Linked DNA regions of Xenopus laevis: region 1 is linked to region 2. A link is a contact called in public Hi-C data. All regions are on one chromosome and are shown on one strand. Each heading gives the region's core, a stretch centred on a gene start, on an enhancer-like site or on the middle of the called end of the contact. The rest is flanking DNA. Distances are from core to core; before and after follow the strand shown.

The links. Hi-C and Micro-C count contacts between places; a contact is called where the count stands out from the background.
Region 1: a contact with region 2 is called in a Hi-C map of the XL177 cell line, with 4 times the contacts expected there. The contact joins two enhancer-like sites.

What each region holds. Positions count from the first base shown.
Region 1 is chr2L:34,164,604-34,169,745 of Xenopus_laevis_v10.1, reverse strand. No RefSeq gene overlaps it. Among protein-coding and RNA genes, the nearest start is that of rab34.L, 34 kb to the left of the region's middle. Within about 2 kb of position 3,360, at least 5 of the 7 cell types and tissues checked have an H3K27ac peak or open chromatin away from gene starts, as enhancers often do.
Region 2 is chr2L:33,971,722-33,977,270 of Xenopus_laevis_v10.1, reverse strand. No RefSeq gene overlaps it. Among protein-coding and RNA genes, the nearest start is that of fam222b.L, 39 kb to the right of the region's middle. Within about 2 kb of position 2,915, at least 1 of the 7 cell types and tissues checked has an H3K27ac peak or open chromatin away from gene starts, as enhancers often do.

The sequences.
Region 1 (5,142 bases), core at 2,111-4,610, 190 kb before region 2:
TGCTTACTGATAAATCTTTAATCTATTCACAAGCTGTTATTTGATAGAATATGTACTTTTGAAAAGTTCTGATAGGAATGGCATTTGCCCCTTTGTTTATACATTGTTTTTACTTTCTACTTACAGTCACTGTGGATGGATAGAACCAATGTTGGCATGAAGTAAATGAGAAAAGTGAAATGAGAAATGAAATAGTGTGTCTCCTGTCCTCTTGTGACTGATGAAGAACACATTTTTTAAAGGCTCTAAAGAGAGGTTCAACTATGAAGAAAAAAGGGTTCATAGTGATTATACATTATTATATATAGGGAATACTCACATTCCTTCTCCATCATTTCAGTAAAGGAACTTAGAAAATCTTTAATTTTTAAGATGAACTAAATTCCTTATATTCTCTCTGTCTAAATCTGTTCCTACACCTAAAGATGCCATTATTTGGCAAGTTCCCTAAATATGTTGGTCATTAACCAATTTGATCACCCATGTAGTGGACCAAAATGAGGACATAGAATAATTTGGCTTCTAAGGCAATATCTAGGTCATAATGCAAACCCATGCAGAACCATCAGAAGAAGACTACATAAACAGCTCTATGTGATCAAACATGAGATTGACCCCATGCATATGTCAGCCTGTGTATGACCATTTTAACTCGTCCCACTCCTACAGGAAACTTGTTTGTAAATATTTTTGTATTAGTGTCAGGGAAATCTCACCCCCGCACTCAACTCTAACCTGCAAAACCTTAACCCATACCCAACCATACCTGAGTCTTCTCGTTCTGTACATTTCTTGCGGGCCTCTGGTTCCAAGACAGGGAATCTTTGGGAGCAGTCAACCCACACCCAACCTGTACCCAAATCTTTTCCTTCTGTACATTACTTATGTGCGGGCCTCTGGCTCCAAGACAGGGAATCTTTGGGAGCAGTCTGACCCAACCCTAACCTGCAATGATTGGCCAAGTTTCAACCCAAGGCTGTCTGACAGGTGGTCAACCCTTGGGTCACTGCGGATTTTGGGTCAACCTGCACATGACTATTAGGTATACATTAACAGCTGATCTCCAGTGGACATTGATAATATCTGTTGCCTTACAGTTCTTCAATCAATGGTAAATAGATCTGCATTTTGGATAAAAACACACCATAAACAGAAATAAATCGTTTTTGTCTTACACAACATACCTGATGCCACAGATTGAAAGGATCATGATAGTTTGTCTCTGACATTTAATCTGCCCCCGTAGGCTTAGGCTATGGACACACATGCAGATCCTCGCTGTGTTTTTTGGCGCGGTTCGCTCCGCGGTTTTTTAAAAAAGCTGACCGATGCATAGATACCGCAAGTACTTTAAAGGGCATGTAAAGTCTAAAATCGAATAAGGCTAGAAATCCTGTATTTTGTATACTAAATATAAACATGAACTTACTGCACCACAAGCCTAATCAAACAAATAATTTATGCTTTCAAAGTTGGCTACAGGGGGTCACCATCTTGTAACTTTGTTAAACATCTTTGCAAGACTAAGACTGTGCACATGCTCAGTGTGGTCTGGGCTGCTTACGGATCATCATAAACAAAGCTGCTCCCCCTGCTGTTCATAAGTATGATTGTTTCATACTGCTCAGCAGTTAGGGACCATCTGACAATTCCTATCCACAGCAGTAAATGAAGGGAGAATTTCACTGCATACAATTAGGTTTCTTATAAAAATGGTACACATTTTTTAATTAAAGTATATTGGAAATTGTTTTCTTTTTCATTAAAGAAAGTAAAAATGGGATTTTATTTTTTTGCCTTTACATGCCCTTTAAGCTAAGGCAATGTTAATGCAATGGCAACACAGTGCAAACCGCATCGAAGATCTGCACGTGTATCCATAGCCTCCCAGTGTCATACAACTCTCAACTCAACCACTGTGAAGTGATGGATTCTAGGACTTCATGTCCCTTTCCTATGTATAGTGATGAATCCATCACTTCACAAGTGCACAACACTACTTGACATCAGTGCCTCGGGAATGTTGTAAATGAGCCCTAATACATCTTTCCTGCAAAAGAGGAAAAGGTAGTTTGGTGCTTGTATAATGTTGTTTTATATCAAAACGATCAAAATAAATCCATACCAATACTACTTAGTTTTGTCTAATAAATAGGTCATTGATAACCAGCTTTTAAAACCTAACCTTACTGGTTAATTTAGCTTCTGTGAGACAGTCCTGCATTCATAGAGGTCAGACCAATGCTGTGATCAACTAAAAGTGGCTTTGATGATGGCTGGAATGAAAGGCGTCTTCTTCTCCCCACCCACTAAGACCAGTGTCTACTGTTTGATGTGTTTTGGTCCCCAGCAGACTAGACTGCCCAGTCTCTAGCTTTAGTGCATGGTTGTTAATGTACAAAGGAGACTTTTTGCATTGTCTGAAAAACAAAGAAGGTGACTCCATCCCCCATGCCCCTCAGCAACAAACTCTCACTCCCCTCAACACCCATGTGGCTAATTACTCTAGGGCCTATAGTAATTACTAGAGATTATGAATCAGAAGCAACATGTCATCACATGGGCATTTAACAGCAATAAAAATGGTATTTGATTAGCTGGGGTCGAACTGTTAAAGATTTCCCATTGTGCCCTACTGTTCTCAGCCTACCCCCTGCATGTGCAATCAGGACCAGCACAACACTTTACAATTAGTAATTAGAGCTGGACCTCTGCAGCCAGCAGCTATTCCCCCTTCTTGCACAGAGCCTGTAGTTTTAATTTGAGTACAGGCGTTAGCATTTCTGTATTATACCAAGGTTACCTGGTCCTGTAGCGATTTTTTTCGTGCTTTACCCCTAAAAAAGCTTGTGAATTATAATCTGTTATGCATTGTCTGTTGTGCATCATTCCAGTCCCCTTCTAGGTTTGATACTTTGTGTGCAACAAAATTGTGGCCCAGTACCTGGCCGGTAAAAATGATGGTTGATACCAATGTTATTAATAGGGAAAAAAGATAGATATATAGGAAGGCCGGTATTTTTTTCCAGAAAAGGTGGCAAGCCTAGGTACAGGACAGTGAGAGGAGGGACTATGACATAAAGGAGTTGGGGCGGGACTGATCAGGTCCAATCAAACAGAAATTAGGTGAGTACGGCAGGGAGAGAGATGGGCATGAGAGTGTCAGTTTCTAACTAAGGATTGGAGGTGGGCCAGGCAGAATGTAAGTTCTTGTTTGGCAATTTACCAGGACTTGGCTGGTATTTCACTGGCCTAGCTGATGAAATACCATCCAGGGCCGGTATTACAAATTTAGCAGCAATGTAGTTGCCAGTAAATTTGTAATAACCAATCGACTGCCCCCCAGCCTGCCTCTGTTCTGCCCCTTTCTGGCAGTCCTAGGTCCTATACTTACCAGATCCCCAGCCCATTTTACCTCTACTTGATGGCACGACCCCATACACCCACCCAGGCCAGTGGACTTTGGCTGAAAAGGTGGCAATCCTCCTGGGGACCCATACATGGGATTGGGGCTCCATATCCCTAAAAGACCATGCTAGGTCTGGACTGGCATGCAAAATAGGCCTTGGCATTTCAAGTACACAGAGGCCCAAAAAGCCCCCCACAAGCCCAGTAAATAGTTACTTTCTATAGGATTTTACAGCCACCCCTCTGGCATTTGCCCAAATCCACAGATAGCCAGTCTGGGCCTGGACTGTAATCTGCCCAAAACTTGTCACAGTCCACCCAATTCAAACTTCTTTTTGGGAAGCCCTGTCCCCAAAGTTGACATGGTCCCTGACAGAAGTCTTGCCTGTCCCCTGTAGTGGTGTGGGGGGGAGGGGTGTTTTCACAGCTGCTGTTCTCTGTTGGAGGACAGTGGCAGTCAAGGCACAACAACGGCTGAAGAAAGTAAATTTCCCTAAGAGTGTATTGGTGCCATTTTACAGAGGAGCTATTGACAAACTCCATCATAGTGTGGTATGGAAACTGTAGTGGTGCCGATTGCAGAAGGTTGCAAAAGATTGTGAAAACAGCAAGTGAGATTATTGATGAGACTTTACCATGGACTGACGATGTTTTTAACAAATGGTGTGCTAGCAAGGTTACTAGCCCAGTAGCAGACCTATCTTATCCTTTTTGCAAGTTTTTCGATCCCCAGCCATCTGGCAGGAGGTATTGTAGTATTCGTGCTTGCACAGCTAGGTTCTGTAATAGTTTTATACCTTGTGCTGTGAGATTCTTGAATGAACAAGTACCCTTTTAATCTTGTGGTGAAGATGGCATTTGGACAGTTATTTTTAACTGGTATTTTAGTTGTTTTTTTTCTGTAAATTATAGGTTTTTATATAGATTCAAGTTAAAATATTTTCTTTTAACCCTGGTCCTTTTAGTCTACATATATAACAAGGGAAAATAGATGAGTGGAAGATAATTGGTTTATTGTATGTGTCAGGGTTTAAAGGGTATGTAAAGGCAAAAAAATAAAATCCCATGATGAAAAAGAAACCTTTCTCCAATATATTTTAATTAAAAAATGTGTACCGTTTTTAAAATAAACCTGTCTGTATACTGTGAAATTCTCCCTTCATTTACTGCTGTGGATAGGAATTGTCAGATGGTCCCTAACTGCTGAGCAGGGAAACAATCATACTTATGAACAGCAGGGGGAGCCCTCACCTTACTTCCCAGCCATGCAGAACTCAAGCAGCTTTGTTTATGACGATCCCTAAGCAGCCCAGACCACACTGAGCATGTGCACAGTCTTAGTCTTGCAAAGATGTTTAAAAAAGCTACAAGATGGTGACCCTCTGTAGCCAACTTTGAAAGCATAAATCATTTGTTTGATTAGGCTTGTGGTGCAGTAAGTTCATGTTTATATTTAGTATACAAAATACAGCATTTCTAGCCTTATTATATTTAAGACTTTACATGCCCTTTAAGCACAATATGCACTAAATGCAAAATATGCACAAGCTGCATTTTATTGGATGGTGGTTTAGGGACGGAGTGTAATATATAAATTATAAGCACAGGAATATACACTATTTGATAACATTGTATCTTTGTGTATGTGGGGGGGTTACGAGTAGTAATATGTAAGTGGGTGTGTGTAGGGGTAGGAGTGGGGAAGGAAAATATTGTAACTTTGCAATGTCGTCT
Region 2 (5,549 bases), core at 1,666-4,165:
GAGAAGCAAACCCTAAAGTAAAAAAAACCCTTCCCCTCTACCCTACATAGACCCCCCTCCGGGCAAATGCCCCTAACTTTTTAGTTACCCCTCGGTGCAGATTCTGTCCAGCGGAGTTCATGGCAGCCATCTTCTTCTCTTCTGTAATTTTCAAGTCTTCTCCCAAGGCTTTGGCAATTGCGCCGAAACAGAAAATTGCTCCAACTGTTCATTCGCCAATACGGAACTCACTTCCCAAAGATTACCGAAGAGAAGAAGATGACGCCCGTGAACTCTGCTGGACAGAATCTGCACCGAGGGGTAAGTAAAAAGTTAGGGGCATTTACCCGGGGTAGCAGCTAGGCTGGGGGGAGGAGGGAGGGGGGTCTATGTAGGGTTTAGGGTTTGTTTCTCCTTTAAGAAAAAACTCAAATGGAAAAAACTCGATTGAGGAAGTTTGAGGTTAACAACCCAAAAATGAATTAATCAAGTTTTCGTGGGAAAAAAAACTCGAAACGCTCAAATTGATTGAGTATTCGGGCGAAACACTCCGAACATCATGCAGGCTATTAACATCTTCAAATGGTCATGGGACCTCTGCCATTGACTTCTACATGACCTCGATAGGTTTTAGATGTTGTATTTTCAGATTTGAGTTATTTCCAGGGTCGGGGTATAATAAATCTTGAAAAATGTAAGTTTTTTTAACCCGAAAATTTGACTTTTGACCAAAAAAACCCTTGAAAATTAAACTAAACTAAAACTTTTGTGAAAAACACAACTTGAATAAATATATATAGTAAATTACCCTCTATGAGGGTTATGTAATAAAAGGCACAACATTTGCCCAGGAGCAGCAACACATAGCAACCAATCAGCAGGTAGAATTTACTGGTCACCTGTTTAAAAGCAAACATCTTATTGGTTGCTACGGGTTACTGCTCCTGGGCAAACTTAGTGCCTTTTATTACATATGGGGGATTATGTCTGATGGTTAGTTTAGAAATCAGTTGATCAAGGGTAGCAGGGGGTCCTGTACAAATCAGATGAGCTTCAGAAAACATAGGGAATACCCCAAAATCCAACCACTGGATTAACTGGTGGTTTAGACAAACTAAAGTGCTGTGTAGTGTTAATCTAAATTCCAGGGATGGCTGGAAGTCACTGCACCTTCAAACTGATATTTGCCCTTACAATAGTGTATATTATATATTATTTCTGGCTTCATAAGAAAAAGCTACAGGTATTCAGGCTAATGCCATGTGGGTATGAAACTCAATACTTCTTTTACAACGCTGACATCAGCTGGCCAATATAAGTATTGCAGCTCCTCAATTTCAAGCTTGCAGTTAGTATACAGGTATGGGACCTGTTTTCCAGAATGCTCGGGTCCTGGGGTTTTCTGGATAAGGGATCTTTCTGTAATTTAAATCTCAATAACTTAAGTCTACTAAATAATCATTTACACATTGTTTTTCCTCCAGTAAGGAATAATTATATTTCAGTTGGGATCACAGCTGGGTACTGTTTTTATTACAGAGAAAATGGATATAGGTTTTAAAATTTGGAATTATTTGCTTAAAATGCAGTCTATGGGAGATGCCCTTCACTGTAATTCAGGGCTTTCTGGGTAACGGACCCCATACCTGTATACAGTTAATCTTGTATTTATCAGACTGACCAATAATGTATAATAAAAATCAGAAAATGTTTGTTTTCCATTTTACATTCAGAGGGCAATTTATAACAATGTGACTTATTTTTCAGACTTGTGGTTAAAGGGCATGTAAAGTCTAAAATTGAATAAGGCTAGAAATGCTGTATTTTGCAACCAGGCAGTGGTTTGAATGATGGACAGGAAGATGGACCTGAATAAGGAATAAAAAGTAACAATAAAATTGTAGCCTTGCCGAGCAATCATTTTTGGCTGCTTCTGCTTGGTTCAGTGACCGCATTTGAAAGCTTGAAAACAGAGGAAGTCAAATAATTCCTAAAACTATACAAAATGAAGAATTTCGCTCAATGGCAATGTTGCTGGGAACAGGATATTTCCATACCTCCCAACATTTTGGAAATAAAAAGAGGGACACAAAGATTTGCGCAGAGACTTTTGGCCAAGCCCATTTTTGTCCCCACACCCCTAATTACCATGTCCATTTTACAAAATTTGGCAGGTTATGAAGGTCTTGAACACATTTCTGTGGTTTTTATGTGTTATTACAGTTTTGCTAATGAAGGTGAATTGCCCTTTAAGCTGCCAGTCACAGTTTCCCAAGAGACCTGCTTATCTTAAATTCTTACAAAAGTATCTATTCTGGGCTCTCAGCCAAAAAGCCAATTAAGTTTCAGAAACTTTGTATCTTTTTCTGGCTGTTCAGTGCAGGAGATCAAAGAGAAAGTCGGGACATTTCAGTAACAATCAGGGACTGCGGGTTGAGCTGTCAAAATCGGGACTGTCCTGCGAAAACGGAACAGTTGGGAGGTTTCTATATCAAAAAAAGTGAATGTCTCGCTTTATACTTTAGGGCAGAGACACACGGTCACATTCGGGGAGACAAATCTCCTCTTCTTCAAGGCGACTAATCTCCCCGAACTGCCTTTGTGCGGGCTAGAATGAAAATCGCTGGCTCGATGCCACTCGGATCGATTCGTTTTCCGAAGTCGCTCGAAGTTGCTTCACAAGGAATCTTCGGGTGACTTCGAAAAACAAAGCACCATCCTGCCGGCAATTTTCATTCTAGCCGGTGCGAAGGTAGTTCGGGGAGATTAGTTGCCCTGAAGAAGAGGAGATCTGTCACCGGGCGACTAATCTCCCCGCAACTGTCTCTGCCCTTAGGGTAAGGTCACACCTGGAGATTCAGGGAGATTTAGTCACCCGGCGACTAATCGCATCGGCTAATCTCCCCGAACGGCTTCCCCCTGCTAGAATGAGAAAATGCATGCGGCATGGCGCTTGCAGCGCTTGGTTTTCCAATGTTGGCCAAAGTTGCCTCACAAAGAAGCCATTCGGGGAGTTTAGTCGCCCCAAAGAAGAGGCGATTAGTCGCCAGGTGACTTAATCTCCCCGATTCTCCAGGCGTGACCTTACCCTTAGGGTGAAGACACACAGAGCAGCTACTTGTCACGGCTACAAATAGACAATAGTGATAATTGGCTTTGCAAAGACACTATGTGTGTTTTACCAGAGGCAATTCTTAGTATTGTCTATGGCAGGGTATTTTGAAGCCACAAGTAGCTCTAGGCTGCAGTATAACTCTGTGACACTAGATGGCAGCAGAATGAAATGAAGGAACTTAGGAATCATTTAGCAGCGGAACTGCAAATCAGTGTGTGAGGTCTGCAGCCAACAAGCTTCATTTATGTCTGATAAGTAATGTTTCCCATAATGCCTAATACTAAATGATTTGTGGAAACTATTTAGTAGCAAGAAAATAAACTGGGGAAACATTGGAATTCCCACACTGGGGGTGCAATTGTATTGATAATAACAATAATTGCTACAACTGTAAGAGGCCTATTTCTAGTGGAAGGAAAGTCCCCAGGAGAGAAGCATGCAGAGGATACATGTAAATACAGATATACTCACATCCATAATGATATATATGACATAACCACAAAGCTTGCAAGATATTTCTTTATATTTTGGCCTGCTGTTTTTTCCTGCAAAGATGAGGATACAAAATAATTGGTGGGGGCACTGGAAATGGAAAGTTGTACCGAGTGGAAGGAGTAAAAGAACAAAAGCAAAAGATGAAAAAGATATTAAAAGGGGAAAGTAAGACTGAAATTTGGTCTTTAGAAAGAAGGGGCAATTAAAAGAGGTTTCGGGTTAGAGAAGAAAAGGGAAACAATAAAGAAAATGAAGGGGTGGGAAGAAAATGAAGGAGAGAGTGAAACAGCAGCAATGGGATTTGGATAAAAAGTAGCATTTTATGTATTTGCTATTTAAAGCAATTGTTGGCTTATTAGGTTGGTGATCCCTTGGTTTGTAGCAGGGCCGCCATCAGGGTGGCACAGGGGGGACTGTTATACCGGTCCCAGACCTAAAGGAGGGGCCCAGCTGTGCCCCCCCCCTGACTGCTGAGCCGCATCTGCCATAGGCTCAAACTGCTGAAGTTAAAGGCCCGAAGCCGCAAAAAGACCAGAAGTCACGAAAGGAGCCAAACTTGTCCTGAAGCCACGAGTTCAGTTCTACTGAACACAATGTGTTTTTTTATTTTATTAAACCCCTAGTCATCAATGTATTATTTTAATACTCTATAGGCTCCTGACAACCTTTTTAACAAAAAAATTCTCTGGGGCCCCAATGTTTCTTTTTAGCTTGTAAGAGGGGGGAGGACCCTTGCGCCAAAACAAACTTATGGGGCACCCTGGCATCAACATCTTTTTTACTTATGGGGGGCCCTGACCACCAATGATATTTTAAAAACTTTTATGGGGGCCCTAGCACCATTTTTATTTAAGTTATAAGGGGGCCCTCACCATCAATGGCTTTTTATAACTTGTGTGTGTGTGTGATATCGTTTTTAGCGCTGATGTCTGTGGTGTGGGCGGGAAATGTATGGGGCCACGTGATTTCAAATGTTTTGTAGCCATTTCTTTGGTGGGGCCACAGGGGCTGCCATGTTTCTGATATATAATGACATGATTACCAACACAACAATTTGTTTAAAAATGGAGATCCAAATTACAGAATGATCCCTTATCCAGCAATCCCCAGGTTCTTAGCTTTCTGGATTACAGATCCTATGACTATTTCCCAAGGATTCCTTTCAGCACTAGCAGAGAAGTACTCTGGGTTTTTAGAGCGTCGGAGGGCTGTGTAGGGTCCACAATGAGTGACTATAACCCCAAGTCCCAAGCATTCTGGTTAACAGGTCCTATACCTGTATTGGAAATATTCTTAGAATATTCTTTGCTCTTGCAAAATGTTATCATTAGGTTTAAATCCCCGTTAATAATAAGAGCGGACAGTTTTATTAAGCAGAAATTGTGTTGGCTTTTGTTAAAAGGATGAAGGATACAATATGACTATGAAGATTTTCATTCATCCAGGTCATGGTATATCTATTATAGGTAAATATAAAACAACTGGACTTGCTGAGTAATCACTGAAGACCTTTCACTACTTATCCGAGCAGCTTCTTCTGTTCAACTGAAGATGGATGCAATTATTTAATCCTACTTTCCCTCATTAATACAGAGATCCTATTGTGTCCTCTGTGACATTATACCTGCTCCCTCGGTAGCACCCGTTACTGAGGGTGAGGATTTAAGGGTGCTCAGTTTCTGTTCCATTTGGGCACTTACGCACCTGATTTAAGGAAGAACCAGTTCATGAAACAAATGGGAAGGACACACAAATATTGAAGCAGAAAAGAGAGAAAGCAAATGGGAGAGAGAGGAAGGGAGAGAAAGAGGGAGGTAGAGAAAGCAGGAGGGAGAGAGAGAGAGAGAAAGAGGGAGATAGAGAAAGGCAGCGGGTTGTTGCCAATTAGAATTCTGATGCTGGCCCTGATGGAAGCTGCTCTCTAAATGTCAAGCAGGTCTGTGAGCACCTCTTGAACTTT